3 separate regions of the Danio rerio genome follow, and all the other regions are linked to region 3. A link is a contact called in public HiChIP or PLAC-seq and Micro-C data. All regions are on one chromosome and are shown on one strand. Each heading gives the region's core, a stretch centred on a gene start, on an enhancer-like site or on the middle of the called end of the contact. The rest is flanking DNA. Distances are from core to core; before and after follow the strand shown.

The links. A called contact is a pair of places that touch in the nucleus more often than the background predicts. HiChIP or PLAC-seq counts read pairs in DNA pulled down with a chosen protein or histone mark.
Region 1: a Micro-C map of caudal fin shows a contact between it and region 3, with 5 times the contacts expected there. The contact joins the promoter of cep89 here to the promoter of nudt19 in region 3. A contact is called at or near these places in 3 of 18 Hi-C or Micro-C datasets (caudal fin, hematopoietic stem cells and an unstated tissue) and 2 of 4 datasets of contacts at active chromatin or transcription factors (caudal fin and embryo).
Region 2: an H3K4me3 HiChIP or PLAC-seq map of gastrula embryo shows a contact between it and region 3, with 2.7 times the contacts expected there. The contact joins the promoter of slc7a10a here to the promoter of nudt19 in region 3. A contact is called at or near these places in 2 of 18 Hi-C or Micro-C datasets (caudal fin and an unstated tissue) and 3 of 4 datasets of contacts at active chromatin or transcription factors (caudal fin, embryo and gastrula embryo).

Annotation. Positions count from the first base shown.
Region 1 is chr7:38,608,845-38,611,686 of GRCz12tu, forward strand. cep89 (centrosomal protein 89) reads left to right here and starts at 1,401. Exons shown (of 20, transcript NM_001430965.1): 1 at 1,401-1,678; 2 at 1,895-2,001; 3 at 2,174-2,326. The coding sequence starts at 1,628. It overlaps LOC141375410 (a long non-coding RNA gene), which reads right to left and starts at 1,812. Exons shown (of 2, transcript XR_012383423.1): 1 at 1,149-1,812; 2 at 1-252.
Region 2 is chr7:38,554,165-38,557,223 of GRCz12tu, forward strand. It overlaps slc7a10a (solute carrier family 7 member 10a), which reads right to left and starts at 1,339. Exons shown (of 11, transcript NM_001386372.1): 1 at 1,110-1,339. The coding sequence starts at 1,257. All of the region lies in intron 3 of LOC141375411 (a long non-coding RNA gene), which reads left to right.
Region 3 is chr7:38,743,764-38,746,463 of GRCz12tu, forward strand. It overlaps nudt19 (nudix (nucleoside diphosphate linked moiety X)-type motif 19), which reads left to right and starts at 1,338. Exons shown (of 3, transcript NM_001128786.1): 1 at 1,338-2,113. The coding sequence starts at 1,361. slc7a9 (solute carrier family 7 member 9) reads left to right here. Exons shown (of 14, transcript XM_073908786.1): 14 at 1-1,010.

The sequences.
Region 1 (2,842 bases), core at 151-2,650, 130 kb before region 3:
ATTTAGTCTACTCAATGAATGATAGGAAAAGCATCATTTTTATAAAACTGCACATGTGAATCAGAGCAGTGAAGGTGGTGTGGTGGACTAATGGGTTTTAAATCACTCACAGACTGGGGGATTTTATGGTGTGGCTTTGGTTGGGTTATTGGAGGGATTGCTTCCCAACGGCAGCAGTGATGTCACAGTGGTTAAGAGCGTCTGTGTGTGTGAAAGAGAAAGTTGGAGAAGATATTTCTGCATCTTCTACAGCTGGAAAGCATTAAAAAGAGCAAATCAGAAATACACTGACTCAGGACTTATTCAACAATTGTTTTAATTCTCAAACTTACTGGAAGCACGCATGTATCCTATATGAGTCTGCTTTTAACAGTAACATTTTCCACCAGAGCAATTTCTAACCGTATGACTCACACACCTACTTTCTCTTGTAATAATAAACATGCAGGATTTAACCCACTTACAAATGCAGTTAAGTTAGGAGCTGGCACAAACTATTAAAAATAATACTAGTACACCAAAATTACTTTTAATGACAGTTAACATTTTAAAAAATGAATATGGATATTGAACACACTACTAAGCTACAAGATTTAATATGGACTAAACATAGATCAGTATCAGGCCCAATCCAGACAATAAACCAGTATTGTTATGTGATTATTTTGTCTATTAATAAAACTATTATTACCAAAAACTTGTCTGTTACTTGTTTGTTTTTGTAATCGTGTTCATTAAACCTGTAACCATTTTTCCCACTAATAATCCACCTGTTGGGACCAATCTCTGTCCAGGTTGTTCATAAAATATCCCCATCAAATGTATTTTAACAAAACTGTGTCATTTGAAGATTAGATACTAAGTATAGAAGGTTTCACTTCAGGCAGGCTGACCAGGCTGACAATAATAGGATTAATAAATGTTAAACCTCTAGTCTACTATGTGTGATACGGATCTCTTTTAACAACTTTCCCTGCATGTTCTGTTGCAACTTTTTGAAGTATATTTGATTGATCATCTTCTCAAGCGTCCTGTTCTCAAACATGTTTCAATTTTGTTTACTTGGAGATTCTTGAAACTGTTACAAAGCCAAACGATTTACATACATTTAAACATGTTATTCTTCATTGAAAACTAAACAAACTTACCTTATTAGGCAACTGTTCTAGTCATTAATGGCATTACATCTAATATATAATATCCTTATTCTTATATTCTCCTCTATCACCTTTTCCACAGACTGCGCTACAGTTGAGTGGTCTAGGCGTCCCTCTGCTGGACAACTGCCGCAGTCAGACATGGCACCATGCCGTTGCTAAGACGATTAAAGCGACATTATGATTGGTTGGGCGAAAAGAGGCGACCCAATAGGAGCAGTCGTTATATTTCAATCGGTTTTCATGGAAAGCGTCTAGTTACGTGAAGTTGAGTTGAAGCTGTTTTTGAAGATTTCGATCATAAACAATGGCTGCGTATAAAAATAACATTTAAACTCTGCTGGTTTCATCCTTGAAGCATAGTTTTGCTCCAACAATAGCTCTGAAATGCGCGGTCCTTAGCACCGTTTTTATAAATCTTAATGTTAACCTCACATCTCTCACCGCAACGAGGAGGTTGGCTGAGGAACATGTCATCCAAATTCAACTTCAGCCTTAGGAGAAAAGAGAAGAGGGAATTTGTAAGTCTTCTATTACCTAATTATAAGACTTTAAGTTACATTTTGTAAAGAACTGTTTCAGCTGCCAGAAAAGCCTGTGCTACATATCAATCTATAAAGAGACGTTAACGGTGTACATTAATTGAACCCTCAGTGTTTGTTCGTACTTTGACGTGCATCCTTTGAAGCATTTGTGTTGTAAACGCTGTCATGGTGTGTGCTTTTGTGATTGTTTAGCGAAATATAGCTCATGGTTTGATCCCTGCTGCCACCATTGCCCCCAGACCTGCTGTTCCCCGCACCCCTCCTCCACGAAGCCCCAATCCCTCTCCAGAGAGACCCAGGTATACCCACCTACCATCTCCCAGCCCATACAAAACACTCTGGCTCTCACTATGTGTATATTGTGTTCTTGAGGGACAGTTGATAGACTCACCATTAACCCTGAATGCTTGTCAAAATTTCTTTACACCTTTTTAACTGTACATTTTGTAATCTCTCTGATGATTATCACAGGTCTGCTTTGGCAGCTGCCATATTGTCTTCGTCACTGACAGGTCGTACTGTTGCCATTCCTTCTCCACGCCAAAGATCTTATTCAGAGAGTGATTGTTCACGTGCAGACAGCCAAGCTGACTTTGAGCCCTATGCTACAGCACTTTACACCAGGTATAGTACTTGATTTCAGTGTCCTAAACCAGGAATATGTGAACCTTTTAGTCAGAAACACTCTGCCTAAAATAAAGTGATTTTATAATAATATTTAAATAATTGGACACAATATTATGGGTGTATAATGGTTGGTTCATTGTGTTACCTTATGAAATTGGTACTATTAACCAGCAATATGATATTTTTCAATACTTAAAAAAGAAATTGCAATATGGTTCTTATTTAATTAGATTCTGTGGAATAGTTCTTGATATTAAGATATTATGCGCCTAATTAAAAAAAAACAGTTACATTTTTATTACCTCATAACCATTGTGCACCAAAATATATAATAATATGCTAATAAATTTGAACTCTGTTACAAATACACATTCGCAAACAATTCACTTAAAAAATGCAATTAAAGGCGGCACAATGGCTCAGTGGCTTGCATTGTCGCCTCACAGCAAGAAGGTTGCTGGTTCAAGTCCTGGCTGACCAGTTGGCATTTCTGTGTGGAGTTAGCATCTTCTC
Region 2 (3,059 bases), core at 89-2,588, 190 kb before region 3:
TTTTTTTAACATATCTAGTATTTTTATTGCTTAAACTGAAGCGACTTTATAAAATAAAGATAACAGTTTATGCTGTGGAGACCAACTCTCTTCAATAGCCCTGAAACAATGCTCAAAAGAGTAGAGACAAGTATCACTGACAAGCCAGACACAACATATTTAAAATTACATTAACAAAAAACTCCTAAAACTTATGGCATCCACAGGAGGACCTTCATTTGAGCAAGACAATAAATGCATTCAATGAATAAACATTTTGTCATCAGCTCACATTCCAACTGTTACATTAGGCTACTTGTTAGTGAGGGTTCTTCATTGGATGTATTATACGTTCATCCCTATGGTTCAATGGTTGACTAAATTTAGATGTGAGGATGCAAAGACAACATGCATTATATTTTTTGCTTTTGAACCAATTTCATGAATGACTATACTGTAATCCTAATCCTACTACAGAACATCCCTAACACAAGATCTTTGTGTGGTTTGCATCAAGGGATGTAAACGTCCTCGCTATAAACGTACACTTCCGCATACTGTAATTTGATATATTTCCCTGTCTCGTATAGCAATAGACTCTTATTCTGTGGATTTCTTCTGGGCACGTGAAGGACAGACACAGTGTGGTGGGCTGCTGTAGCCACGTAAGCGCGGAGTTGAGTTTCAGCCCGTTTCTCTTCCTCAATGATGCAATCCGCGCTCTGATGAACAGATCTGACTGCTGGACACTACTGTAAGTAGCGGCATGGCACGAGCCTCTACCAAAATCACGCTGTTTGCCCTCACTTGGACTGATGACCAACCATACTAGACAGCCGTACGTACTGTCACACTGTGTGACGATTTAAGTTTGGCCATAAACTTTGACAGCTACATTAGCTTTTTAATACTTTATCTCAGCATAAACAGTCGACACAGAGCAACTCGCATTTCAGAGAGCAGATGTTGCCAGATGAAACATTAAGACTATTTAAGAGTGAGGGCTAAAGACTGATGGGAATGGCGAATAGAGAAGCAGATGTGAAGAGGACAAAGAAACAAGCGGACAGAGAAAGTTGAAGCTAAAGCGCAGCACGCGTTGACACATCAAGCATAAGGAAACATCTCACCTATAATTATGGCGCACGCGCTCAAAAGACCAATTTCTTTCTTAAGAGTCACTCTGTCTTTAGATCCACTTTGGTTTCCTCTGGAGTCCAACATCTTCTGTTGCTCCGACTTCGCGCAGTTTCTCCGGTTCGTTTCGGTTCCATCCATTTGTGCGGCTGTTCAAGAAAACGGCATCTGTATCCGCGCCCGCTCTCATATAGCGAGTTGATGCAGGACGCAGGGCGCTGACGCATGCGCAGAACTCCTGCTGCCTGCCTCCATAGAGATCAACAGGTTGTACTGTGCGCTGGCACGCGCTCACCTGCACCACATGCGAACAAAGAGCAGGACACCGGTGGCACGGAAGCTGCTCAATATCACAGCATTCATTGTTAAAATTGCCATAGCTGGTTACTAGGACTATTTGGAAACTAGGGGCTGTACACAGAGAGGTTTTTTTTGTCGTGACAATGAGCCGTCAATGAGCCGTCATATAAATGATTGAATTTTATTTTAATAGCATTATTAGTAACATTTCACTTAATTTAACTTTAAATTAATCACAGGTGTTAATTTAATAATTACATTGTTTTATTTATTTATATATATTTTATTTTATCTTGTTAATCCAACATTTTTTCAGAAGTACCCAACACATTTCAATTTATTAAAATTCAAATGATCATTAGTTAACAAATGAACACATCACACTACAATCCACAGCTACTAAAAAGATTATTTAAACAAACTTCTCGTCTGCTTTCGAATGTTCTTCCTTTGGATGCTGTTGATAAAGTGAATATAGATCTTCAGTTTTCACAGTCCCATTGTTTCCGCTCTGTAAGTATTTGATGGTTTTGTGGGTGTTATGAGTGGTCTCAAATGCAGGTGCATATCAGTCTATATCTTTATTTCACTTTGCAGTAAAGTGTGAACTGTTAAGAGACAATTGGAATCATGAAATCTGTACTTTACCCTTGTGTACAGTTCATATTGACTACCCTTTTGTTATGTTGGTGGCTGTTTTTGCCCCATAGACTTCCATTATAACCACATTTTTTAATTACAAAGTCATGACACAAAATAATCATGCTGTCTTGATTGTTGGGGGTTTTCCCTGTTGCCAAGAGGTACAATTTGTCATTTTTACTATTGATCATCAGTTGGCAGCATTAACCCTTTAGATAGGCCTGTGCAATAATAGTTTCTGGCTTTTATATGGAGTTCTACTGAGTGAAACAGCAGATTATAGTGTGTGTGCATAAATACACTTAATATGTTTACTATGTTCTGAGAGCTAAACTTCTTATTTGAATTTTCTCAGACATATCAAGATGTGCAATAAATCCCTTTCTCTCTCTCACACACACACACACACACACACACACACACACACACACACACACACACACATACATTACAGTCCATAACTTCAAACCAGAAACCTTTTGCACTGAAACTAAGGATCAACAGCAAAAAATGGAAGTCAATGGCTCCACCAACAGAACAATAGGTTTGCCCAGAGTGCATCGTTGAGTTTAAAAAACACGCGATTTTTAAAAATGTCTCAAAATAACATTTGTCAATAAAATCATTACATTTCCTGAAGCACAGAGAAAGTTGTGGCCAAGTTACGACTCAAACTCACCCCAATGAAGACATCTCCAATAACAAACAAAGCCACCTCTCGTTTAACTGGTTTGGATTAAGATGGGTTTAACCTACTGCTGCGGAAATATCTAAAAAATGAAAACCAGTTGCATTGAAGTCAGCATATTTGGAAAGCCTGTTATGTTTTGAAAATTTAGCTACTCACCTTCAAGCTGTTTTAAACCCATGAGACATTTTCTGCTGTTTAACACAAAATAATAAATTGTGAAAAATGTTGGTAAAGGGCCGATGGAGGCTACAGTCAGTATTTTACCAACATACTTTAAAAAATCTTTTGGGTTTGAAATAACTACAGAAGG
Region 3 (2,700 bases), core at 88-2,587:
GAACATAGTTTTGTAAATAATTTTCTTGAATTCAGAGAAAAAACATGATTCAATCCTTAAAGTAAGCAAACAAAAACTTTCTTGCCCCGCCCACTCCCATGAAGCAGCACGAATAACAAACAACAAATAATTAGATGCATATTATGCATCTTCTCCTCACGTCTAGTTTTCTGTATATTGGGGGTCAAAATGTCCAGATGGACAAGAGTGACTTTTATGTGTAAGTTGAAATGAACACATCTGTTTACATTAGTATCAAAAACAAACAAGAAAAAAAAACTTTTCCAGTCATTTTTTTCTGTGATAACCAAAAACTGTGCTGGATTATTTTGTCTCTGATGCCCTCTTGTGGAGAAAAAACATCACATAAAGTTGCGCATGTACTCGTGTTATCGAGGATGATGCTAACACAACTAATACACTTAAATATGGAAACTCCAAATTAAAACTTTTGCATTCAAATATGTACCTAGACATGAAAATATCTCCTACTTCCATTTCCAATTAACTTCTAAATTTACTATATTTTTGTATGTATATCAAGTTAAAGTGTGACAAATGTAACAACATCTTGTGCTATTAATATTTTGCTTTTTAATCTAAGTTTTGGCCAAAGATTACTCAGAGAGAGAGAGAGGGGGGGGGGGGGGGATGAAGAATCGCATTTAAACAATTCTTTAAATGCAGTGACTATGGTAATTCACTGATGTAATGCTTTACAGGATTGTATTTTTGCTCCACATTAAAGCCATCCTGTACACAGTCCTGTACCCTTTGTCTTTGACTGATTTTCTTTTATTTTTTGCTGCGAATTAAAGTTTCTCATATTGTGAATCATCTTGTTGCTGCTGATTTGCTTAACTTTTGTGTAATCGCTATGAAGCAGGAAATACTGCTGTTAATAACCAAACCGTCACTCTTGCACTCTGTACTTAGAAATACACCTCATACCATAGAAAGCATATGGGTTAATATGGGTTTAGTCTGATTGAATAATAAATGATTTCTCTGATCTCTCTGATTTCAAGCCTGTTATTTACCACACAGATGTTTGTGGCTACTATAGTCAGGGATATTGGTGTTGGTATTTTTGCATTTGGTTGATGTCATAAATCACTATGTTTAATTAATTTTACTTGTAGTATAAATATTCTTCAGTGCGAGAAAAAAATATGTTGAGGTAAATGTAGTAATGAGACGTAATCATTCATCCCTTGCGGTAGATGACGCTCAATGATCAAACAATAAAAACACTACCATTTTATCAGTGCTGTCCTTCACGACATGTCAGGTTAGTTGTCGGACGTCGAAAGTTTCCGGATAGGTTCTCTCAGTGATGAACAGGTAAACAGGCGTCAGAATGAACACGGCGCTGAAACACTGGAGGGAAGCGGCGACGGTGATTCTGACGGCCGGGCTGAGGCGCGCTCCGCCTGCAGACACTCTTAAAGCAGGGCTGGAGAAAGTCACAGATGTAGCGCACAAATCTGCCTTTGACTATGAAGTGCTCCTGCTGAAACGCAGCAGGAACAGCGGGTTCATGCCCAATGCCTATGTGTTTCCTGGCGGTCTGGTAGACGCGTCGGACTTCTCCAGCGAGTGGCAGGAGCTCTTTAATCCCTTCACCAAAGCGCCCAACTACGGCGTCAAAGTGGTGAAGCAGTCGCCGGAGACCAGGCCGCCCATCTTCGCCACTGACAGATCCCAGCTGGGCTCTCCGATCCCGGGAGACGTGGCTTTCAGGATATGTGCCGTGAGAGAGACGTTTGAGGAGTCCGGTGTGCTTCTAGCTCTTCCCAAAGACGAGTACAGCGTGACCCGCACGCGCAGCCTGGATACGCAGCCGAGCCTGACCAGACTGAGCGGACAGTGGGGCACAGAGGTGCTGTCAAAGTGGAGATCTCGGGTTATTGGAGACCCTGCCAACTTCATTAAGATGTGCAGGGAGCTGCAGTGTCTGCCCAACATCTGGGCTCTGCACGAGTGGGGGAACTGGCTGACACCCATAGGCTTGTACGGCAAACAGAGGCGATACGACACGGCCTTCTACATCTGCTGTCTGCAGGAGACTCCACACACACTGCACGACGACAAGGAGATCGTTCACTTTAAGGTGTGTGTGTACAAATTACAGCGGTGACCTGTTAGATGTTTGCTGTGTCCAACATTACATTATTATCTGGTAGATACAGCTAGGCATGGGATGATAACCGTTTTCAATGTACACCGCGGTTTAGAAAAGTCAAGGTTTTAAAACCGCCAACATTTTCTGTAAGACCGTTCCAAAGGTAAATGTAGGATTTTTTATTTACATTTTTGTTTGGTTTTTAGGACAGCAGTATCTTTAGCAGAAAACAATATCCTAATATGTCGTTTTAAATAGTAAAGAAATCAGTGTTTTTTAAACAAATGAAGACGGCAGAAGTCAATGATTCATTTTCATTATTTAGCCTGACATGTTTACTGCTCCAAAATATTATAAATCTTTGATATATATATATATATATATATATATATATATATATATATATATATAGACTTCATTGTTTTCAAAAAGGGAACGGTTTTTGTTTTTTTATCCAGACATTTAAAAATAATATATTTTAGAGCAGTAATCACAATACTGTGATATTTTCATTCAAGGTTATCATACCATCAGAATCTCATACCGGCCAATGCCTAGATACAGCACCATGGAAC